2 separate regions of the Gossypium hirsutum genome follow, and region 2 is linked to region 1. Evidence: chromatin contacts called from public Hi-C data. All regions are on one chromosome and are shown on one strand. Each heading gives the region's core, a stretch centred on a gene start, on an enhancer-like site or on the middle of the called end of the contact. The rest is flanking DNA. Distances are from core to core; before and after follow the strand shown.

Region 1 (6,270 bases), core at 2,287-4,786:
ACTAGGTACCAATTTTGGGTGTTATGGGAGTGCTAATTCTTCCTCACATATAAACTAGGGGCGAAGCCAGGAGGGCTGGCATGGGCCCTGACCCCCCTTAAAATGTAAAATTACATTTTAGGCCCTTGAAATTTTTTAAAAATTTTAAATTAGTAAAGGTAAAATTACACTTTGGCCCCCTAAAATTATAAAAATTCGATTTAATCCTTTACAAATTATAAAAATATAAACTATAAAAAATTAAAATTTCATCCGGCCCCTCTAAAAAAATTTTCTGACTTCGCCTCTGATGTAAACGACTCTCGAACCTATTTTCTTAAATTTTATAGGCTAAAAAAGGTTATCGTTTTAGTAGAATCAAATCTTTTATAAAGATAATTAAATTTTAAAGTAACTGGATTACACTTAATAAAAAATATGAGTGGCGACACCATTCTAAAATAAAAAGTGAATTAAAAAAAAAATGGTTTCCACAAACAAGTTTCACGAGTTTTTTATCTGCCTTATATTCACCTTTTGCTTTCCTTTCTCTAATATAATATTCAGGTTGCCATGGCTTATAGCTACAAAAGGCTCATCTTTGGATTCAAGTAACTACCGACTAATCTTTATGGAAGCTGATCAGAGTATAATTTGTTTATATTCGCTTTAATGGTCTTTAATAACTTTTGGTTTTACGTTAGTTTAATGGCTTTTATTGCATCATTATTAATCAATGTAGTTTATTTTTTTGAATTTGTCAAAAAATATCTAAATTTTTTTATACATTTAGTTGATACTTAAAAATTTGTATTATGTCATCTTAGTTAGTACCTTCACACTAATACTATTAATTTGTGATGAAATGACACTGATAATTAATCTTATAATGGCAAGTGGTAGTCTCTTAGTATAATAAATGACGAATATAAATTAAACATCTTTCAAATATATAAATTAATTTAAAATATATATAAATTTTGAATAAGTTTAAGTATCAACTAAGTATTTTTGAATAAATTATATGTTAATTTTTAAAATATTAACGTTATTAATAAAATGGGATAATATGTGTAACAAAATATAAATTAAAATATCAACTTTTTAGATAAATTTAAACTTGAATCAACCATGGAATCGGTTAAAATTAAAAATAGCTGATTATTTTTTCAGTTATCCAGAATGTGTAAGTGGAACGAAAACCAGGGACAAGTGTGCCCATAGAACGGTAGTGTTATCTTTTATAATGCAATGCATAATGCCACATGCTTTTAATAAATAAAGCTTGGGAAATAATTATATAAAACAGTGATGCCACATTATCTGTATCACTTTCAATAGTTTTATGTCACATCAGTACTTTTATCCTGAATTTTAGGATTTTATCCTGAAAAAAATCAAATCCAAATTAAAATACTAAAATTTAGGATAAGAATACTGATGTGGCATGAAACTATTGGAAAGGGATACAGATGACGTGGCGCCACTGTTTCATACAATCCTTTCTCATAAAGCTTACGTGGATATTTTGTTTAGTTTTGAAGGGAATAATGGATGATAAATCTTTAAAAAGATTATAAAATGATAAATGTTGTTTTTTTTAAAGGTTTTCGATGAAGATAAATTTATAGTAATAGTTGGTGGACTATAATGACCTCTTTGATTTGGTGAAAAAGTAGAGAGAAAAAAAGAATGAAAATAAATTTTGAATGTATTTAGTAAGAAAGAATTAAAGGAAGGAAAATAAGAATTATTTTTTTATTTTAATGCATAAAAATTAATACTCTGAAATTGTGATGATGAGATGAGAGAAAATGAGAGAGAAATGCATGTTAGTTTAAAAGTATGAAATTTTAAAATTTTTATCTCTTTCCTCTCATTTTTCAATCTTACTAGATAGTCCATGAAGATAATATTATTTTTTCTTTTAATTTTTCCATCTATGAAAGAAAAATTATTTTTCTAGCTTTTTAATTTTTCATTTTCGACATAAATTTTAGTTATAGGTTGAGATAAAAATAAGTATGATTATGATCTTGGTTTTGGGATCGTTTAGTAGTGTAATCGAAAATTTTTTGACTAATTAAGAATGAAACAGTATGAGAAAGACGTCAATAAATTTAGCGTGAGATGCATTAGGCTTGGATGGCAAATTAGGTTAATAGGGAAAAAGGACTGATTTGGGTGCAATGGAAATCGACACCTATGTAGTGGATAAAAGAAAAGTTTAGATGGAGATTTCAACGATGAAAGAAGTATTGAGAGATCACAATGGGGCGCGTTAAATGGAGTGCAATATGCATGGTCGATGGGAGCTCAACATGTGATAGCATGTCAGGAGTGGATCTTGTGGGCAAAATAAAGTTGTATTCATATCATAAAAGGCAATGAACTGCCTACATTTTGAACACACTCTTCGTTTGGATTGTCTTGAAGCACGCAAACTCACCATTTTGTTGCCTTGGGTAACCAAAGGATCAGTTTTAAAGTCTTTTCAACCACACCGAGGTCTACTTTTTCATTGGGGGTTGAAGCTCCACTTCTCTCTCATGGCAACTTTGGCCTTCTTCTTCGGTGCTTTTTTACAATTTCTATTATATATTTATTTAAAAATCAATTACTTTTAATTGTATATAATTAATAATTTTATTACTTAATAAATTAATACAAATATAGTCTATTATTATAGTTATTATGATGAATTTTTTGAAGAATATGATTAACTAAAATAAGTAATCACATATATAATAAATAATACAAAATATTATTTCATTTATTTTTATTTTTTATAATTTAATATAAATATAATATAATTTTAATTATATATTACATCTGCACTATAATATTCAATATCACAACCAATTTCAAAAAAAATATTTTCAATCTCATTGTCCATTCAAAATATATCAAACACCCAAAAATAATAAGAATAAAATAACCAATTCCCACAAAAAAATAAAAAATAAAAACCAGCATTACATACACTAAAGGCCAAACGTCCAAAGAAACAAAGCCACCATCATTCTCGTCAAATATGATTGAAAAGTGATTCCAAGCTAACATCCAAAATCATGTAGCAAAGAAAAGAGGGCCAAACCAAAGCTCAAATTAAAACAACCATAGCATCTCAGAAAGCACCAAACAACAATGCACCATTGGGCTTATCGTTAGATGACCGGAACCTATACCAAGCGATGAAGCAGAAGGATACAATGGAATTGGGAGGAAATTGAGCGGTGGATAAGATGGCAAACTTCGCATATGGGTCTTCATCGTTTCAATGGTCTCCCTGGTGAGCTTTAGTAGATATTAGAGGAGCATAACATGGGTTTTTCAATTCCCAAAGGCTTATAGTTTAATCTTATTAGATGTACAAAAAAAAAAACCATCATTAGGGGGTAAATGCAAGGAGGGCAAGCAGTTGAGTTCACCCTTCAAAATAAAAGTTAACTAACAAAGCATAGAGGAGGGATTAAATTTACGCAAAACGATAAATGATGGGCTATCCTTAGAATTTAACCTTGTTTATTATGTATCTCCTGGGCTAGCCCAAACAAAGAAATATATATAATGTTGGGCGTGGGTCGCGTGCGGCGGATATTTTGAAGATGATCCGGTGAAAACAATGTGCAAATCTAAACCAACCCACCAAACAACCAGTCCCTGCATCTCTCTGTTTTTTGTTTTTTAATCCCATTCCCAGCTAGTTTGTGCAACCGAGGACACACCCACAGAGACTCCCAAATCTTATCTAATAATTTTACTTTTCTTCCTCCTTTTTGCAAACCACTAGACCCCCCCCCCTCTCTTCTCCTTTCACATAACAGAGGACCTTTCCCACCCTTCAACCACTGAAAAAAGATGGCCTCCACCTTCTCATTGCAGATGGTTCATTGCCCTCGCTTCAGTTTCCAGGTCAGTTATGTTTACAAGATTTTTACTTCAACATCCTTCTCTCCTTGTTTTTCATTGTTTTCGGCATTCCTTCTACAGGGTCAAGCTGTTTCAAATGCTCATAGCCCACATATGATCGGTTCATGGTCGGCTTACTCCCAACCTAACTCATCTGCTATCGTCTTAGCATCGAAACTAAACTATGCATCAGGTTTGCCTGTGACCCAACTTTCTAAATCCCCTTCCGTTAAGTACCGAAGAATGGTCTGCAATTCCATGGGAAATGTAAGTCCTTTATTATTAGCTTCCATAGAGTAGATAAGTAGTTTGAGGTCTATTTGGCTGCCTTATCGTATTACATTCCAAGCAAATAACTACTTTCGATCTTGTTTTCATTCCTCTTACCGGACCGGTAACATAGATTCTGAATGTTTCACATATTTGGGGTTTTGTTTAGGATGTAGAGTTGCAAGCGAAAGTGACGACTAAGTGCTTCTTTGACGTTGAAATCGGTGGTAAGGCTGTTGGCAGAATTGTTATGGGCCTTTTTGGGGATGTTGTTCCTAGAACTGTTGAGAATTTTCGTGCCCTCTGCACAGGCAAGCTAGGCTGAGTCTTTTACATTCACTTTTATTTTTGTTTTTTCCTTAATATTTTTCTTAATTAGGTCCGACATTTTTATTTCTTGCAGGAGAGAATGGATATGGTTTCAAAGGATGCTCCTTTCACCGTATTATTAAAGATTTCATGATCCAGGGTGGTGATTTTACTAATGGAAATGTAATCCCTCTCTTTCTTTCCCCTTTTCCTTTGGCTTTCTAAAGAAAGAAATTTCCATTACTAAGTAGAAAACTGGTGCATTTGCTGGCTGTAGGGAACTGGTGGAATGAGTATTTATGGATCCAAGTTTGAAGATGAGAGCTTTGCTTGTGAGTTGTTCTCTAGTAACAAAACCCTTCAAGTTTCGATATTTGAGAGTTTATATTTGGGGTTGATGGGTTAAGTGGTATCTGTAATGAATTGCTAGCTTGATTCCTAATATTTTGAGGCTATTATCTGCAGTGAAGCATGTTGGACCCGGAGTATTAAGCATGGCCAATGCAGGTCCTAATACCAATGGGAGCCAATTCTTTATTTGCACAGTAAAGGTGAGCTATGCAGCCTTATTCTCTTTTGTAGATTATGTATCTCATTATAATTTGATATCATGATTTGCTAATATCACCGTTAGATATAGCTGTAGTTGTGTTTTTATTATGGTCTTTGAGAATAAAAAAAGTATAAACGTTTACTAGAATTCTAGGTTTTGATTTGTGATTGGAATTATACCTTATCAAGTATAAACTTTGAGTTGAATATCAACTGTACATGTGCATAGTTTGCTTATAGCTGAATGCTGACTGGTGCTGCTAATATTTCTTTGGATAACTAATCATGCTAGCTATTTACTTCAAGCGTGGATATTCATTTTCTTATCATGCTAGCTATTCATGTGCTGCTAATATTGTTCATTTTCATTGTTTTTGTATTTTACAGACACCATGGCTGGACAACAGACATGTTGTTTTCGGACATGTGATCGATGGAATGGATGTCGTGCGTGAACTAGAGTCCCAAGAGACAAGCAGGACAGATGGCCCTCGAGTACCATGCAGAATTGTCAATTGTGGGGAGCTGCCTATAGAAGGCTAATATCTGATCCGTTTAACCACTACCACAAATCTCCCATTTTATCATTTACTTTCTCTGCTTCAAGATGATTTTACCTGGTAATACGGACAACAGTCGGCGTTTATTATAGAAGAGAGAATTTTGGATGATACTTTGTAAGCTCTTGGCAGGGGTGTGCTATTATCCTTATCATTTTTTACGGTGTAAGTTTGCAGATTCCATCAAAACTCTTCTCTTAATGGAACATCTGATTTTTCTAGTTTTGATCTATTTCCTTCCAGCTGCTTTTTGGTTCCAAAAATTTGGGTTTAATACATGGATCTTACAGATACTTGACCATTTCCTATATTAACGAGCGTAGTCATTCATATAGCAAATGTACATAATATTAACAAGGGGCGACCTTTTCTTAAAACCTGTAATTTTCTATTTGAAGTGAAACCTTGCACTGCCTTGATGTTGCAAAAACCAGGATCCGAACTCTAAACTTGTTGAACGTAACCTCTTAAGAGCGGTTTACATGCACTAACTTGACTAGACCTTGGGTTCTGGGTGTTGCTTATTTGATTTTGTTGATAGCACGATGCCAACCCCAATGAAACCGCTTGAAAAACTTCCTCTTTAGGAAGCAAGATGAAGAAGAGAAAGTACCAAATCACACCAAAAGGGTTCCAATGGATGGAAGCAAAAATAATAGCCGATTATGATGGTTGGGAGATGCTAAGC
Region 2 (6,270 bases), core at 2,269-4,768, 230 kb before region 1:
AAGAATCGGCTGAAACTAAGTTCTAATCCTACAAACAACTCGACAACATTCCATACCGATAATGTCTGCCAAAGCATACGCATACTCAACAAACCAAAATGAAATTAAGTTTAAGAAGAATAAACCTTGAGAATAAAGCAAAAGCTAATATGATAATGAATCTCTAACCAGACTCAAATAGAAACTTGGGACTTGCCAGATATCCCATTCATAGAGGTCCACTGCCCGTTGCAATATCCTTCTTTATTGCTCCTTGAATCCATTTGAGAACCAACCACTAGAACAACAACAAACAACACAAAAACATGTGTTAGGAAATATTTATTTCTCCCAGTTCAGCCCAAAGAGAAACCAATGACCACTGGAAACTTTACCTGAACCCCAAGAATAACAGGTATCCATAATTTTCCCTTATCGTTTGCGTCAGACCCATCAACCAACTTCTTGCTAACTACAATTGCTCGACTCTTATTTGTTGCAACACCTGTGATGGCTTTTACCAAGTTTGGAACCCAAGCTTCTCCATTGGGAAGAATCTGCATTGAAACAATAATATATGTGTGTGTATATATTTGAAGGCACTTATGAATATGAAGGGTAACCAATTGAGAGCAGACAATGGAAAAAGATAAGAAAAGATAAACCTTTTCGTCTATGTCATTTTTATTACATCTCCCAGTGTTTTCAACCAGAACAACAGGAATGACAGAATCCTACAAGCATCAAAACCAAGGAAATAATACCTGACAAAGTAGTCACAGTACTCTAAGCATATCATCAGAAAATAAATAGTAATTAATTAAAATAAATTTATAAGCTAACAATCCTTCTCGGACAATTCAGTCTGATTATAAATAGCCTGAATTTTATTTTATTTTTCCTTTTTTTAGTTTCCTTGAGACTTTCCCTACTGTCTGAAGAAAGATTTTCCACATGCAGCATTCACTAACATCAAGTGAAATCTCTGATAAGCCTCAATCTAAAAATGTGAGTTCCAGGTTAATTAATATCTCCTAACTGATTATTGCCACCAACCAGAAACCATTGATTTAAAAGGCAAAACTGCTGTAACGGGAATAAATTATATATATTTAAGGCAAATATTGAAACCAGACACAATTACTCTGTCTCCCATAACTAACAAGTATCATTTCCACTGTTTGTAGAACCAATAACATAATACGACTTTCACAACTCAAAAATAACAAAAAGATGCACAATCAGCACAGTAGGCAATGTTAACATGACAGATAAGTTTTTCTTCCTGTCAACCTGTCCACCTTTTCTGCGTCTAAAATAGAATTTGGAAGCATATAAATATATGTACACATGCACCTCAAAATATTTCTCCCCCTAATTTAAATTCATTCAAATTATTTAGAACAGTAACAAAAGAATCCTATGCTATTGGGATATTTGACAGAGGGTAGCTTACTGATGGTTTACAGTTAGCATCAAAATCCAAATTATAAGAAAAGCCCACTTAAAAATTAGCTCTCTTGCATTACAAAGATGCATGAGAGAGAAGTGGAGAAGGTTAGCTGTTAGTGGCAAATAAATTGTTTCTACAGGAAGTGTCAGGAATCAGAAGCAGAACAAACTGTTAGAGGCAGAATCCAAAATAGCTTAACAGCTTCTACATCAATGAGAAATTGTGGTTGTTTGCGAACGAGCATATGCTTAGATTAAAGGAAGATCCTAGAAGCGGATAACAAATCCATAGATCTTCTGCTCTCTCATAACTAGAAAATACCAATTTCCCCTCCACTGCGTGGAATCATTTAACTCTACTTCAGCAAATTATGAGTGACAAAAAAAATTTTAGTCAGCACATCAAGCAATTTTTATGACAACAAATAAAAGCGTCCTTGTCCATGTTAACCTGTTCAACGCCATTATTCAGGCAAGCCAACATGTCTCTCACATAAATAAACTTGAAAGAGAATACATACCTCAAGATCCATTTTCCTAATCCGAGCTCCCATACGAATAGCCTTTAGCACACCCTCTGATCTTTTAGAGGAAAACACATCATAATGCAGTCCATCTGGTGGACAAAGCTGTGCATGAGTGAGTACAAGCAAACTTTTCCGCCAAATTTCTTTTCCAAAACTGTTGGTGATAGCCCTAATGATCTGCTTATCCAAGTTGTCCACTCTATATACATCTAGGCGGTCAACATAAAGTAGAACATCTATGGTCTTATTCAAAAGAAACCTGCATTATATTTAAAACATTATGTTCTTAACCAAAATAACCATGCCATGTGGTAAAACTAAGTTCTAACAAGAAAATATCCCTAGCATATACCGAGAATTACTCAATAAGCTAAATCCATCAACTAACAGATAAGATGCTAAACTTTGACTGCTCAATTCAAGTACTTACCCTTTGATCAACTCAAGAGCTTGGTGATTGACATATCCAGCCTCCACGAGTCCGGGCGTATCAATTACATTCAATGTAAACCCGGCCCATGAGCGTGAAACCATCACGGGTCTCAGCCCCTCGGACTGCAAAACAACCAAAACACAATGACGATGAAACTTGTGAAATCTAAAACAGCAAACAAGAATCCACACAGCAATCCAAACGAACAGATAAAAGCAATACTTACCTGGAAAGCAGTGACTCGAACAACTTGCTCTCCAATGAGAGAATTGATAGTGGAAGACTTCCCTACACCGCCTTTGCCCATAACAACGATAGTCAAAGTGTTGACGTTCTATAAATTTTTTTCACAACAATAACAAATAATCATTACTGAACATGTTATTTAAGTCCACGTAAATGAAAAAGGGATAAAAAAAAGCGGGTTTATAAAAACCTCTTGCTTCAATTTTCCCAACAACTCGAACAATTTCGTTTGTGTAGCAGCGGGGAATTGTTGAAGGCCGAGCCATTCACGAGGCAAAGGAGTACCCATCACAGAAAACTGCATAAAATTCATTTTACAAAAAAACACATAAAAAAAACCTGAAGAAATAAACCCTAAACCCTAAAAGTGGATAACATGCTAAAATGCTAGACCCATCTCGAAATGCAGCTAAAAAAAAAGATGGGTCAGTTTTCTTTTGACAGAGAAGAAAATAAAGAAAGAATTCGAGGAGAAATCCGGGGTTTTACCGGCCTAGCTTGAGTAGTGCAACTGAAGAAATTGTAGAGGTTATTATGGTGGCGGTTGGTGGAGGTTTGGGTGTACAAAGAGAAGGTTATCTTATCAGCGTAGTGTTTGTTTTTTCCGCCCACCCAGCAAGCAAGCAAGCAAGCAAGCAAAAGCGAAATGCTTATTTCGCCTACTGGCTTTTTTTTTTTTGGTGAAATTCTTTAAAAGATTTTGAACAAAGTGGGCTCAATATACAAAATAGATGGGCTTGCTTTCTAGCCCGAACGAAAGATCAATAAAAAACTTGAATTACATCCTCCAATAAAGAAAGAAAACCACTGAGTTTTTAGCCCAAATAATCCAGATTTCAGTAATGGTTTAGAAAGGTTTTAGTGTTGAAGCAGAGGATCTTGCCCCTATAAGCTATTTTGTGAAGAATTAAAATATGTCAACTCTATTGTCATGTCAATTTACTGGACACACCTAATCTTGGCCATCATATTAGCATCACTTGACATTGAGTAATTACGAATTTTTTATTCTTTATTTATAAAACAACACGACAAATTAACTTATGCCTCTTTGACCTACTTATCAATTACCTTAAAATAGAAGAGATGTGACGTTAGTCAATTTCTTTTTAAAATTTAAAAATTTTTCTTAAAAATTATATATTTTTTAAAATATTAATTGTCAACCTAATATATAAGTAAATTATCATATAGACATCAACATATATTAAATTAACATATATTAAATTTTTTATCTATTTTAGATGATTTGATAAACAATACAAGTTAAAAGTTAAAAGAAACAATAAAAATTAAATAGATGGCTAAAATGATTTTTTTATAAAATTGAAGAGCTAAGTAAGTCGGTTAAATTAGCCTAATATGTTTTTTTTTACTTCACATATTAGGCTTTTTTTTGAAATTTAGGAAAATAAATTAATTTTAGAGAAAGTGTGTGGAAGCACATCTAGTTGGGTGCGCTTTCACACACTCTCTCTCTCTTTGACCTTTTTTTTTATTTTTAGGATTAGGTTTAGGGTTTTTTTAGGAATTAGGGTTTAGTGTTTCAAGTTTTAAGAGTAAAATCGTGAAAGTTTATAGGTAGATTTGAAGGGTCGAAGATGCGATAACACGTCTCAGAACACATACATTTCATATGTCATGCCGGGATAGGACTATTTAGAAGTTAGGTTTTGGAGTGACTGTAATTGATGCAGTCACGAGTCGAAGTCTAAGTAGAGGTCCGAATGACGGCCGTGATTTGGTCATAGGTTTGAATATAACTGGGGGCTAATTGACAGTCATTATGCAGTCACAAGTTCAAGTTTTTGGATACCCGCAAATGATGCCTTATATAAACCATACATAAGATTCAGGCCATAATCATAGGGAAAAACGAAAGGTTTTCTAGTGTAATCGACATAATTTTTTTCTCTATTTCCATGCAGTCGGTATCTTTAACCTTTCATTATTCTTTGAAGGCTAACACCGATGTGGGCACAAAAGGGCTCTCAAGCAGAGAGCGGATGTTTTGGCACAGTAGAGGTCAAACTCTGGTTAGTACGGCAACTATTGTAGTTATTAATTGATTACTTAATAATGATAATCATTGCCATCCTGAAAGGAATATCACCTTTACTACACCGCAGCAACCACTGTCCGTTTGGGAGTCCTCCTACGTCCATAGCAGTGTCGGCTTTCAGATTTGAAGAAAGGTTAAAGATACCTGCAGCATAGAATGGAGAAAAAATTACACCGATTATTGCGGAAAGTCCCACAGTTTTTCCTTATAATTATACCCTCAAACTTCTATATAGTATTTATAAGGCAACATCTCCGAGTATCTAAAAAGTTTGAGCTCGTGTCTACATAATGACCGTCATCTAACTCTCTCGTTATACTCTAATTTATGATCTCATAATGGCCGTCGACCGAGACTTCTACGAAGGGTTCCACCCGTAACCGTATAAAAAAATCACCCTGGAACTCGATTTTCACAGGATAGGTTTTCAAGGTAATGGTTTCATCTTGATAGGATATATGAAATGTGTGTTTCTCAGAGCGATATCACATCACGACAACTCAAGAATACTTCAAATTGGAAATTTTATTAGTGAAGAAATTTTTTAATGCAGAAATAGGAAAGAAAACCGAAAAAGAGAAATATTGTAAAATGGAAGAATGGAGGTTGGAAGAGATTATGGGTTTAGGGATGGAGTATGGAAGGAAAACCCCCTCTTTAAAGGCGCGGAGAAGGGTGAGATTGGAAAAAAACCCGTAGTTGAAAACGAGTCGCGAGGGAGACATTTTCATCGAATATCTAAAAACGTATTTTAAATCTTACCCAAGATTCTCGAGGTCATGACACTTTTGGCAACTTGATGTAGAAATGGTAAGAAACCTCACCCGGTTGGACGAGCTTTCTTACCATTTCCACTAAAAGTCTGCCAAAAGTACCTTGACCCTGAAATAGTGCCCTGACCCTAAAATCCCAGATAATATTTGAAACACGTTTTGAACCACTGAAGACCCTTTAAAATATACATTTTGAAGTATGTGTTTAATAAAATTAGTTGATAAAATTATTATTCGATGAAATGGAGTCTTTTAAAACACATTTTGAAACACACCTTCTCTTTCTCCCCATTCTTTTTTGCTATTAAACTATTGAAGTATTCAAAACTTAGTCACACAGCAAATTCATATCAAACATTGAAGAGTTGTACTACAAGTGTCGTCTGCGTTTCTTTGGATAACTATTTGAAGTTTTTTTATTCTAAATATCTAATTCTTTTTAAATTGAAATGAGTCGATGAGTGCAATCCATCATTTACTACAACGATCAAATTTGTAATACGGACATCGGAGTTGTATTTGTAGGAGCCCAGTCTGTGGAATTAGCTTTCAACCGTACTATTCAATTACATAAGCTACTGACTAGAATAAGGAGTAATGTTAGGGGTTTGAGTCGGGGAAGAATTTTGATATTGCAATGTAGATATCTGACATCAATTGACCATTTAAGTATGAGTTATTTGATATGATAGGCGACCTTCAGCTGGAGGTGACCATATCAGGAGTTATATTTTGACTTTGCTGAGGCTGATAGAACTGGTCCATCTTCGACCATTGTTGCGGCTAATGCAGTAACCA

What was found. A called contact is a pair of places that touch in the nucleus more often than the background predicts.
Region 2: a Hi-C map of leaf shows a contact between it and region 1, with 3 times the contacts expected there. The contact joins the promoter of LOC107895668 here to the promoter of LOC107897163 in region 1. A contact is called at or near these places in 6 of 34 Hi-C or Micro-C datasets (callus, leaf and petal).

What each region holds. Positions count from the first base shown.
Region 1 is chrA08:96,093,365-96,099,634 of Gossypium_hirsutum_v2.1, reverse strand. It overlaps LOC107897163 (peptidyl-prolyl cis-trans isomerase A1), which reads left to right and starts at 3,536. Exons shown (of 7, transcript XM_016822518.2): 1 at 3,536-3,894; 2 at 3,973-4,158; 3 at 4,331-4,472; 4 at 4,565-4,653; 5 at 4,748-4,802; 6 at 4,936-5,021; 7 at 5,410-5,803. The coding sequence starts at 3,841. The coding sequence ends at 5,565. It also overlaps the pseudogene LOC107895665.
Region 2 is chrA08:96,326,217-96,332,486 of Gossypium_hirsutum_v2.1, reverse strand. LOC107895668 (translocase of chloroplast 33, chloroplastic) reads right to left here and starts at 3,518. Exons shown (of 8, transcript XM_041074590.1): 1 at 3,127-3,518; 2 at 2,828-2,935; 3 at 2,618-2,725; 4 at 2,389-2,513; 5 at 1,953-2,217; 6 at 645-713; 7 at 375-536; 8 at 1-277. The coding sequence starts at 2,926. The coding sequence ends at 209.